Linked DNA regions of Ovis canadensis: region 1 is linked to region 2. A link is a contact called in public Hi-C data. All regions are on one chromosome and are shown on one strand. Each heading gives the region's core, a stretch centred on a gene start, on an enhancer-like site or on the middle of the called end of the contact. The rest is flanking DNA. Distances are from core to core; before and after follow the strand shown. Region 1 overlaps PTK7 (protein tyrosine kinase 7 (inactive)). Region 2 holds the start of MRPL2 (mitochondrial ribosomal protein L2).

Region 1 (4,765 bases), core at 1,982-4,481, 51 kb before region 2:
GCCCCGTTCAACTGGAGATGGGAGGAGCTGAGGCAAAGGAGGGGGTCCCCCCGCAGGGTTCAGGAACTGAGGGTCTCATGGGGGCAGACACAGCCCCCTGGCCCTCACATTTGATGTTGAAGGAGGCGTTGGCGCTGCGGGCCTCTTCTCCGCTGACTTCATCCCGAGCCACGCACTGGAAGGCTCCCGAGTCCTGCAGCCGGTCCACAGCCGCGAAGCTCAGGCTGCTGCCCTGGGTGAAGCGCCGCTCGCTGTCCTGGACGGGAGCCCCGTCCAGCAGCCAGAACACGTGCACTGGGCCCGGGGCCTCAACCTCACAGCGGAGCAGCGCCCGGCGCCCCTGCAGCGCGTCTTGGGAAGATGGCTCCTTGATGAAGACAATGGCCGCCTGGGCACCTGCAGGCGGGGAACACAGGAAAGACAGGGTCACGGGGAGCTACAGCCACCGTCCTAACACCACCGCCCATCGGCCTGTACACAGGAGGTGTCCAACAAGTGCAAGTGAGAAGGCTCACGACACATCAACTGTCTACTGAGGAACGTTTACACTGTGCTGGGTACTCTGCGGGAAACAAAGGCGCAGTACCCTCCAGGGGGCTGGTCTGGAGGCGGGACACAGGACAAAGGCAAAACTCATGCTAAATGAATGATGTGGGCAGTCGGTGTCTCTAGAATGCTGAAGGGGAGAGAGTTCCAAGGGCTGGAGGAGGGAGGGGGTTAATGCCGCACAGGACTCTCCCTAGAGGAAAAAGAGACCGCGGCTATGGGATCAGATCACAGGAGATGCTGGACCGAGGAGTGGGGAACATTAACAAGCAACCCTCACTGCCATCTTCAGAACCCAGGTCACAGAGCAGAGCTAAAGCATGATCCAAAGAGCTTCTCAGAAGGATTACTGGCTCTCACGCATCTGCTGAGGGTCCAGCATCAGAGGTGGGGGGCTCTGAATCCCACCCACAGACACTCCGCGGTCCAGCATTCCCCAGGGGCGTCTCTGGGAGAACCCGTCCCATCACAGGAGAAGCCAGTATTCTCTGGATCTGCTGTTATTCCACACGACATGCCGGGGCCACCCCACCTCCTACTCTCCAATCCTAGGGATCCATCTGCGTCCAAGGCTGGCTCTTCCGGGCTAACTGAGAGGTGAGCTAAGTGGGCCCAGGTCTCCCCCTCCTGCATGGCTACAGTTCAGCTCTGGCCGGGGCCAGGAGGGCACCCTCATAGAAAGGGGCCCTGCAACCAAAGGTGGACCAAACAAAGGGGCGGGTGAAGGGCCTGGGAGAGCAACAGATGGGCGGGAGAGGCAGAGGGCAGGGCCGGGCAGGTGGCACGATTGCCGCACAGGAATAACACACTGGGCTTTGTTCCTGGCCTGCGTGGGCGCCCAGCTGGGGCCCGGAGCTTCGGGGCCCGGAACACCCGCTGCGGGGGGCGGGGGGGGGAGTGTGGGTGATGGCACAGAGGGGGTTGTGCCGCCCCTCCAGGGAGGGGAAACAGACCACCTGGGGCTGCTACGTGAAGAAGCAGGCTCTGCCTCTGGCCAAACCGGGCCCGCAAGGGCTGGAAGGGAGAGACTAATGGGGTCCTGCCTACCCCTTCCCAAACCACTGGAGCCCCTTCCAAGTCCCTGGGCATGGAAGGGGGAGTGGTTCTTTAGGCCACAAGAACCAGTCTCCTCATAAAGTCAGTGTCAAGGAGACTTCCCCGGTGGTCCTTGGGACTCTGCCTTCCCAATCTGGAGGGCCTGGGTTCCATCTCTGGTCAGGGAAATGGATCCCGCCTGCCTCAGCTAAGACCCAGAACAGCCAAATAAATTTTAAAAAATGTTTTTTAATGTGAGCATCAAGACAAGTCCAGGATCCCCCAGGGCTAGGTCCAGAGGAGGGGCTGCCCCTGATGTTGGTCCATCTCACAACATTCTAAAGGGACCAGCGTGCAAGACACACAGCGCTGAAAGGAGCCGGGCGCTCCCCCATTACTTCTCAGCAGGTTCCTGCCGGCTCCCTGGATGGGGTAATTCTCCACCACGCTGGGCTATCCCATCCTCTGCCAATCAGCAAAGCTGCCCCCAGTCACCCTCACAACCCAAACACCCCCACTAGCTTCCAAACACTGCACTGGAGTGCGGTCCCTGCCCTCCCTGAGTAAGCTGGATGAGTCAACTGAGGTCCAGAGAGATGAAGGGATTTGCTCAAGTTCAAACAGCTCGTTTGTGGCAGAGCCGGGACCGTGACCCAAGGAGCCCGCCTCCATACCCACACCACACTCTTCCCAGCCCTGCCCAAGAACTCCAAATCAGTCTTGGAAATATCTGAGCCCAGAATGGGTCTCACTCCCTGCAGCCAGGTACAGAGAGAGACACATCTCCCACAGATAACACCAAGCTCACAAAGGTGCTTAGTGAACACCGGCTGAATGGAGGTAACCTCAAAGGAGTGCGGGGCGAGAGCTGGCAGGCACAGAAGCATCCGGAACACTTCCTGACAGCCACTCCTGACACAGATAGGCAGCCTCGGGCGGAGGCCCCAGTGGGCCTCTGTGCACATGACTCATTCAAATCTGGGGACCTTCAACCCAGAACTACAGATGCTCATCAAAGACGGAGAGAGTTTATCTGCCTCCAAGTGTAGACGACCCCCACTTTCCCGTTCAGCCTCTCCAGACACAGTGGGGACCAGGAGGCTCACCCACCCACAGGAGGTTAGCTGTAAGGGTTTGCTGTCAGATCCGACTCAACCCTGACAGCCACATTCGGTGAGCCTGACCTTGTGCAAGGAACACAGTGGGAAGCCCAGCTTTCTCTCACCCTCTCGTGACTCGCAAATGCAGTGATTTCTTGTGCAATGCCTTGGATGAGCCCACTCAGCAGGCAGCTACCGTCATCCTAACCATCATCACGCTTCCTGCCCAAAGATGCAAGTTCTAGGGATGTTATAAAGCTCCCCCCATGCAAGGCCCAATGCCCTCCCAGACCCCAGATGGGAAGCAGCTGCCACCGCGGGCAAGTTCTGAATGGATCGTCAGGTCGGGGGGTGAGGTGGAGGGAAAGGGGCTGCGAGGGTGCAGGAAGCACAGACCCCTTGCCACAGAAACCCGAGTTGGGAGAGATGGCATGACTCAGAGGGACCCCAGCTCAGCCTCCATCCAGCATCCCGTCCCCCTCTTGCACTGGCGGAACTGTGGTGAGATACTGCATTCCCAGACTGCCACTCAGAGCCCCCCGCACCCCCTCGACAGGGCCTGGGGAACATCAAAGCTAGCCCCGAGGGGCCCTGTGTCCTGACGTCAGCTCACAGCAGGTCCTGGTTACTGCTTGGCGGGGGCAGGCTTCAGATGTTACAGAAGGCAGGGAGGGCAGCCACCAGGCCTCCTCTAAGACCCTGGCCCCTGCTCTGAGCTCACATCCTGACCACTGGGCTCCCCACACCAGAGACCGGCTCGGAGCCTCAACACCCACTTCACTGAGAAGACATTGCGAGGGGCACCCAGTCCGGCCATCTCACCGTCTGCAGGACAGGCTGGTCTGATCTTTTGTAGGGGGAAACGGGCAGACCGAGGAGGGTTTGGGGAAGTAGGAGCTCTTTGAAAGCTTCGGCTGAACAATGGAAGAGGAGGAGGAAGGCTTTGGGGGGATCGAGGTGGTACAGTCCCTAGCACAATCCTGACTTTAGGATGTCCCAGCGCTGTGGTCTGGAGAAAGTCTGTGAGGAAAGTGTACCAGTCCTGGGCCTCTCAAAGCTGCCCCCCTTTCACAGCCTGGCCCTCCGTGCTCTGGCCCACGTGACCCTTGAGGTGGCCATTCAGCAGAGCAGCTTCGACTCCCTAGCAACGCCACCTCCACTGGCCTCTCTGGACCTTCTCCCTTGCCATGAAACGAGAACCCCACTCCTAGCACTCGGGCCGCATGAGACTAAGTGGATTCATAAATGAAAAGCCCACAGCATGGCCCAGAGCGCCCGGAGGGCACAGGGCGGGCTCAAGAACACCGCCCACCACCAAAACTGGCAGACAGAGCCATCTGCCCACACCAGGCACGACCCCAACGAAGCTGGAGCTGCAAATACCCAATAAGGACATTTTCCAAGCCATTTCCTTGGCTCCCCAACAGCCATCTATATGCAGACACTCACTCTGCCTGGGCCCTGGCCCCAGCCCCTCGAGAAAGGGCTGGGTGGGCAGTGGCCCAACTCCGGCTCCCCACCCCCCAGCAAGCATCTGGTTTGGTGCCTGCCCTCCTTGCTGCTCTCTGGGCCCCAGGCCCAGTCGACCCATGTGTGTATACGTGTGCATGAGTGCGCACACATATGTGTAAACATGATTTTATGGAGAGCAGAGAGCAGCAGGAAGTTTTTCTGCTCTGAAGTAATTTCAGCTACTTCGGTCCAAGGATCTATCTGGGCCACTCAATGACCCATCTCCCAGGGGCTAGTCCTCCTGGTCTCGAAAAGACATCCCTGGGCTCTAGAGGTCCTGTGAGTGCACGCGTGCTCCACTGCTTCAGTCGTGTCCGACTCTGTGCAACCCTAAGGACTGCAGCCTGCCAGGCTCCTCTCTCCATGGGATTCTCCAGGCAAGAATACTGGAATGGGTTGCCGTGCCCTCCCCCAGGAGATCTTCCTGACCCAGGGATCCAACCCGGGTCTTCTGCACTGCAGGCAGATTCTTTACTGTCTGAGCCACTAGGGAAACCCTAGCACCCACCAAACCTGACCCCAGGGGATTCCATCTACCTTCTCTCCCTCCTAGTAAGAAGTGCCATCCTTCA
Region 2 (4,808 bases), core at 98-2,597:
CTAGAATGTAAGCTCCAAGATGGCCAAGATTTATGGTTGTTCTTGTTCAGTGATGTGTCTGGAGAGTAGTGTCTGGCACGTGGTAGAGACTTAATACATATTTATTGGGTGAAAGAATTCAAGCCACTAGGACAAGAGTATCCCAAATGACCCCCAAGCTCCAATCAGACAACTGCTCCTCCATCTACCCGGGGCCACTTGGTACCACCTCCTCCTGCTCACCTGAGCCTCACTCAGCCCCAGCTCTATGTTTTCCATGGAACGGCGCAGCTGCCGGGCCTTCTCATGAACCAGGCCTTCTTCATGGCCACCCTGCTGCAGACACTCGATGGTCTGGGAGAGGCTTTGCAGCACAGCCTGGTGTTCACTGTGGAGAGCTTCTAGCCCCTGGCTCACCAGACGGGTGCTCCCCAGGATCTCCTCTTGGCTGAGACGGTGCCCTGCAGGCTCATCCCGCTGTCCCAACACCAGGCCTGACATCCTGGTCAGGGGACCTTGCCTGGGCTACAGAGAAACAACAGAGCTCAGCTGGGGTAAAGATTAGGAAAGAGTGGCTGTGTGCCTTGATTAGAGGGCAGTAGGGATCCAAGTGAAGGGACAAGAGACCATAGCAGGGGTGGGGGTAGGGGGACCCTAAAGTTTAATTGGAGGGAGAGTGACCAGTGAGCAGACAGCCTATAACAACACTAGACACAAAGCTAAGGTTGTGGGAAAGACAGAGGGAAAGGAATTGACTTGAAAGAAGAAAAACTGTAGAAAGAACAAAGGTGCAGAGAAGCAGCAGGGATTTAGAATTAACACAATTTTTTAAAAAAAAGGACCTGGAGAAGAGAGAGTCTGGGTTAGGAAAAGGAATCAGGAAAGGAGAGACAGCACCATAGAGAACACAGCAGGTGTCTGATAGAGCTGCAAAGCGAATGGAGTTAAAGCAGGCAGAAGGTATACAGAAAATACTGCAGTGTTTTCCAAAAAGGGGAAGGAATAAGTTTCAAAGTTAAATCAAGACAGAGAGGGAGACGAAAAAGAGAGGGGCTTTCATCGCAGGACCCAGATGAGAGGGGCCTAGAGGCTCAAGGTGTTCAGGCTGAGTCACCCGCGGGGCTAAGCCCAGCATCTCCATGCCTGGTCAGCTCTGTTTCTTCCAGGCTGTCTTCCTACTTCCTCAAAAGGGCCTTGCTTCTCTTCTTTGAAGTCTTCTTACCTGTATAGAGCCCTTGGTTGTGGCGTTCAGGCAGGAGCCCGGAAGAAACTCAGTTCAAGCAGCCAGGGACTCAGAAGGATCTGCCCGGCCCAAAGTCCAGAAGTCCAGCGTTTCCACCCCTTCCCTCACCACTTCACAGCCACCCAGAGGACCTGGCATGGAGCCCCACCCAGGACAAACGCCCTCCCTCCCTTGCCTACAGGTCTTCAAAGACGGCCAACGGCCTTCCTCCTTCCCCAAGCCAACCTCCCACTCCAAGCCTGGGGAGCTATTTTCTCCCAAGAAGGGAGTGAGATTTAATCCGAGACCTGCGGCAAGGGGCGTGTCTGGGAACGGGTGAGAAGGAAGACCTGGTCACTCCTAGCCCAGTCACTTCTATGGCTTTGTGTCTATTATGACCACATACTAACAGAGTCTGAGAGGAGTCACCTTAGGGTGCCTCCCAGAAGCCCGATGATGCAGGGAAAAATGGCAGGTCCGTGAGCGGCTGCGGGATCGCAGCGAAACGCGGCGCTGGGAGTTGATCTCCCGGGCGTGGGACTGCGGTGAAGTGTCCCAGGCTGTTGACCTGCCGAGGCCCAGGGTGGGGATAGAGAGAAATGGGCCGGCAGAAGATGCGGGTGGGCGACCGAGGTCCACGCCGCGGGAAAAGACGTGGGGCCTGACGATCCCGAGGTTACTGAGTCAGTCGCTAGCACAGGGGGCGGGGCAGGCCGTCTGTCCGTCTGTCTGGATGCCGAGGGGCGGGAAGAATCGTGGGGGGCGGAGTTTTTGAGTCTGGAGTTCTGTGAGTTCAGTCGGAGGGGTTCATTTTTTCATCTCTCCGGGAGTGCAGCAAAGACGTAGCGGGACCTCAACTCTCAGCCCCAGAGGTACCCTCAAAGACTCACCCGCAGTCTGGTCTGGCTGCCGCTCCTGCCGGTACTGCCCCTTTAAATCTATCATGGCTGCCGCTCGAGGCAATTGTTTTGACGGCTCCGAGGGGCGGGACCTGTTTCCTAGTCACGCGACCCAAGAGTTGCTCCGGGATTGGCTATACTATGCTCTGGAAGGAAAGGAGATGTGTGTCTAGCTTTGTGTCGGGTTCTCGGCCCGCCTCTTTTTACGTCATGTTGGAGCGACGGCACGGGGACCTGTTAGTGTCATCCGGCAGCGCCAGGCGGCCAGGCTAAAGGTGATGGTGGAGTCCTGAGCACGCCTGAGTCTGGCCAAACTCATGGCCCTGCGGGCAGTGACCCGCGCTCTTGGCTCACTGAGCCTGACCCCCCGGATTGCCGCCGTCCCCTGCCCAAGCCTGCTCCCGGCCGCCCAGGTAATCCATCTTACCCGGGAATGTAGTTTCCACTCCGGCTGCTGGAGAGGGGCCTCCAGGAGAATCGAGGTGGGAAATGAGAGTCTGATTTGGAGTCACATCGGCCCGTGACCTTTAATAAGTCACGCTCAGCCTCAGCTTTCTCCTTCCTAAGTGTTTCTATCTCCCAGGGTCACACAAACGAGATATTGGAGGTGAAGTGATTTGTAGACAAAAGTACAAGTTTCAGTAACTTACATTTATTGTCTTCTTATAAGCCAAGCATAATAAACGTTTTAAATAAGTGAATTCCTTTTTACCATTTGCAGTTATTATCAGTTCCAGTTTACGTACGAGAACACATCAGTGGTCAAGGTCATACACCAACCATTGGAGCTAGGCAATCTGGCTTCAAAGCCCGGACTCTTAACCATTATTATAACTATTAAGGATGAGTTACTACTGAGATTATGGAATTAAGGTCAAGGTAACCGAGAATTGGAAACTAACATGAAGATATCACGAAGTTCCTAAGGGTGTCGACTTTAAAAATGCATGGCATGAGAGTTGAAATGTGAGGACTGCAGCCCAGGAGATAGCACCTCAGATAGCTCTGAGAAACTGCTCCAGAGAGGCAGAAGGGAAGGACAGTATGTATGTGATTTTGGTAAAGGGGGAGTGGGCTGCAATCAAGCACAGTTTTTTAAAAATGTTTCTGCTGGTTTCATGAAGCTTCTGCTAGTCACAAGAAACAGTTGTCACCATGAAGAATTTTATTGTTTTTCTTGATAAGAGATAAAAGAATTGGGCTCATAAAAATCAGCTCCCGAGAATATCTAACTATCTGAAGATCTGTCATGCCAGGTTTTTGGGAACACAGGTGCCTCATTTCTGCTGTCCATCCTGAGCTCCATCAGAGGGTGTTGGAGGTCAGCAACTGCCGCAGCACATGATTTAATCCTTGTAGAGGTAGATGGCAAACACCCATGGCAAGTGCCAATTTGTTGACATGGGTAACTAGTGATACAGAAAAGTTAATCTTACCATCTCTGGACCTTTCAGACTGATGGTAGAGTTTGGCAGATGTGTACTTCAGATTCAAAACCAAACCAACCTACTGTGTAAATGCTAAGAAAACAGTAGGGAACAAGACATAAATGATCTCTCCCCTCCATTCATATTTGGAAAATTCTCAGAAACATGCAGCAAAATGGGCAGAAGGCATTGGTGCTGATGGTGGTACATAGATATATAGGAATTAACCAGTGCTGGTCCAAAATCACTGCAGATGGTGACTGCAGCCATGAAATTAAAAGACGCTTACTCCTTGGAAGAAAAGTTATGACCAACCTAGATAGCATGTTCAAAAGCAGAGACATTACTTTGCCGACTAAGGTCCGTCTAATCAAGGCTATGGTTTTTCCTGTGGTCATGTATGGATGTGAGAGTTGGACTGTGAAGAACGCTGAGCACCGAAGAATTGATGCTTTTGAACTGTGGTGTTGGAGAAGACTCTTGAGAGTCCCTTGGACTGCAAGGAGATCCAATCAGTCCATTCTGAAGGAGATCAGCCCTGGGATTTCTTTGGAAGGAGTGATGCCAAAACTGAAACTCCAGTACTTTGGCCACCTCATGCGAAGAGTTGACTCATTGGAGAAGGCTTTGATGCTGGGAGGGATTGGGGGCAGGAGGAGAAGGGGATGACAGAGGATGAGATGGCTGGATGGCATCATGGACTCGATGGACATGAGTCTGAGTGAACTCTGGTAGTTGGTGATGGACAGGGAGGCCTGGCGTGCTGCAATTCATGGGGTCGCAAAGAGTCAGACACGACTGAGTGACTGAACTGAACTGAACTGGAGAAGGTAGTTGTTTAAGGAAGGAAAAGTTTCTTAGAGGAGAGTTTTGAGGCAAATTTGGAAGAAGATGCACCAAGGGGAGAACATTTCATTGAAGAAATACCTCAGAGGTGAGAGGATCAGATGAAGAGAGGTGATCAACACACATGCGCCTAGATAAGCATTCTGAACTGGTATTTGTGCAGGCTGTGAAGGGTAGAGTTTTGGGGTAGCTGGTCTGGGACGCTTCCAGGAGGAAGGAAGCCACAAGCTAAACTTTGTGCCCTCTCCCTTGGCTCTCTGAGGCTTCTCCTTCAATTAGCTTTCAAGTGAAAAAGATTTCTGTTTACTTCTAGGTGACAAACAATGTCCTCCTTCAGCTGCCCTCTGCATCGATGTTGCTTCCCTGCCGCCCAGTCCTTACCTCTGTGGCCGTTAGTGCTAAGTTTGTGTCTTGGAAGAGTCGTACGAAGTATAC

Evidence for each region. A called contact is a pair of places that touch in the nucleus more often than the background predicts.
Region 1: a Hi-C map of lung shows a contact between it and region 2, with 2.5 times the contacts expected there. The contact joins the enhancer-like site here to the promoter of MRPL2 in region 2. A contact is called at or near these places in 2 of 2 Hi-C or Micro-C datasets (fibroblasts and lung).

Annotation. Positions count from the first base shown.
Region 1 is chr20:31,809,912-31,814,676 of ARS-UI_OviCan_v2, reverse strand. It overlaps PTK7 (protein tyrosine kinase 7 (inactive)), which reads right to left. Exons shown (of 20, transcript XM_069564509.1): 2 at 109-396. Among named protein-coding and RNA genes, the nearest start is that of SRF, 31 kb to the left of the region's middle. Within about 2 kb of position 3,231, the one cell type or tissue checked has open chromatin away from gene starts, as enhancers often do. A contact at or near this core is called in fibroblasts, where this site is marked.
Region 2 is chr20:31,757,275-31,762,082 of ARS-UI_OviCan_v2, reverse strand. It overlaps MRPL2 (mitochondrial ribosomal protein L2), which reads left to right and starts at 1,347. Exons shown (of 7, transcript XM_069564528.1): 1 at 1,347-1,537; 2 at 4,687-4,808. The coding sequence starts at 4,726. KLC4 (kinesin light chain 4) reads right to left here and starts at 2,248. Exons shown (of 16, transcript XM_069564522.1): 1 at 2,092-2,248; 2 at 223-504. The coding sequence starts at 480.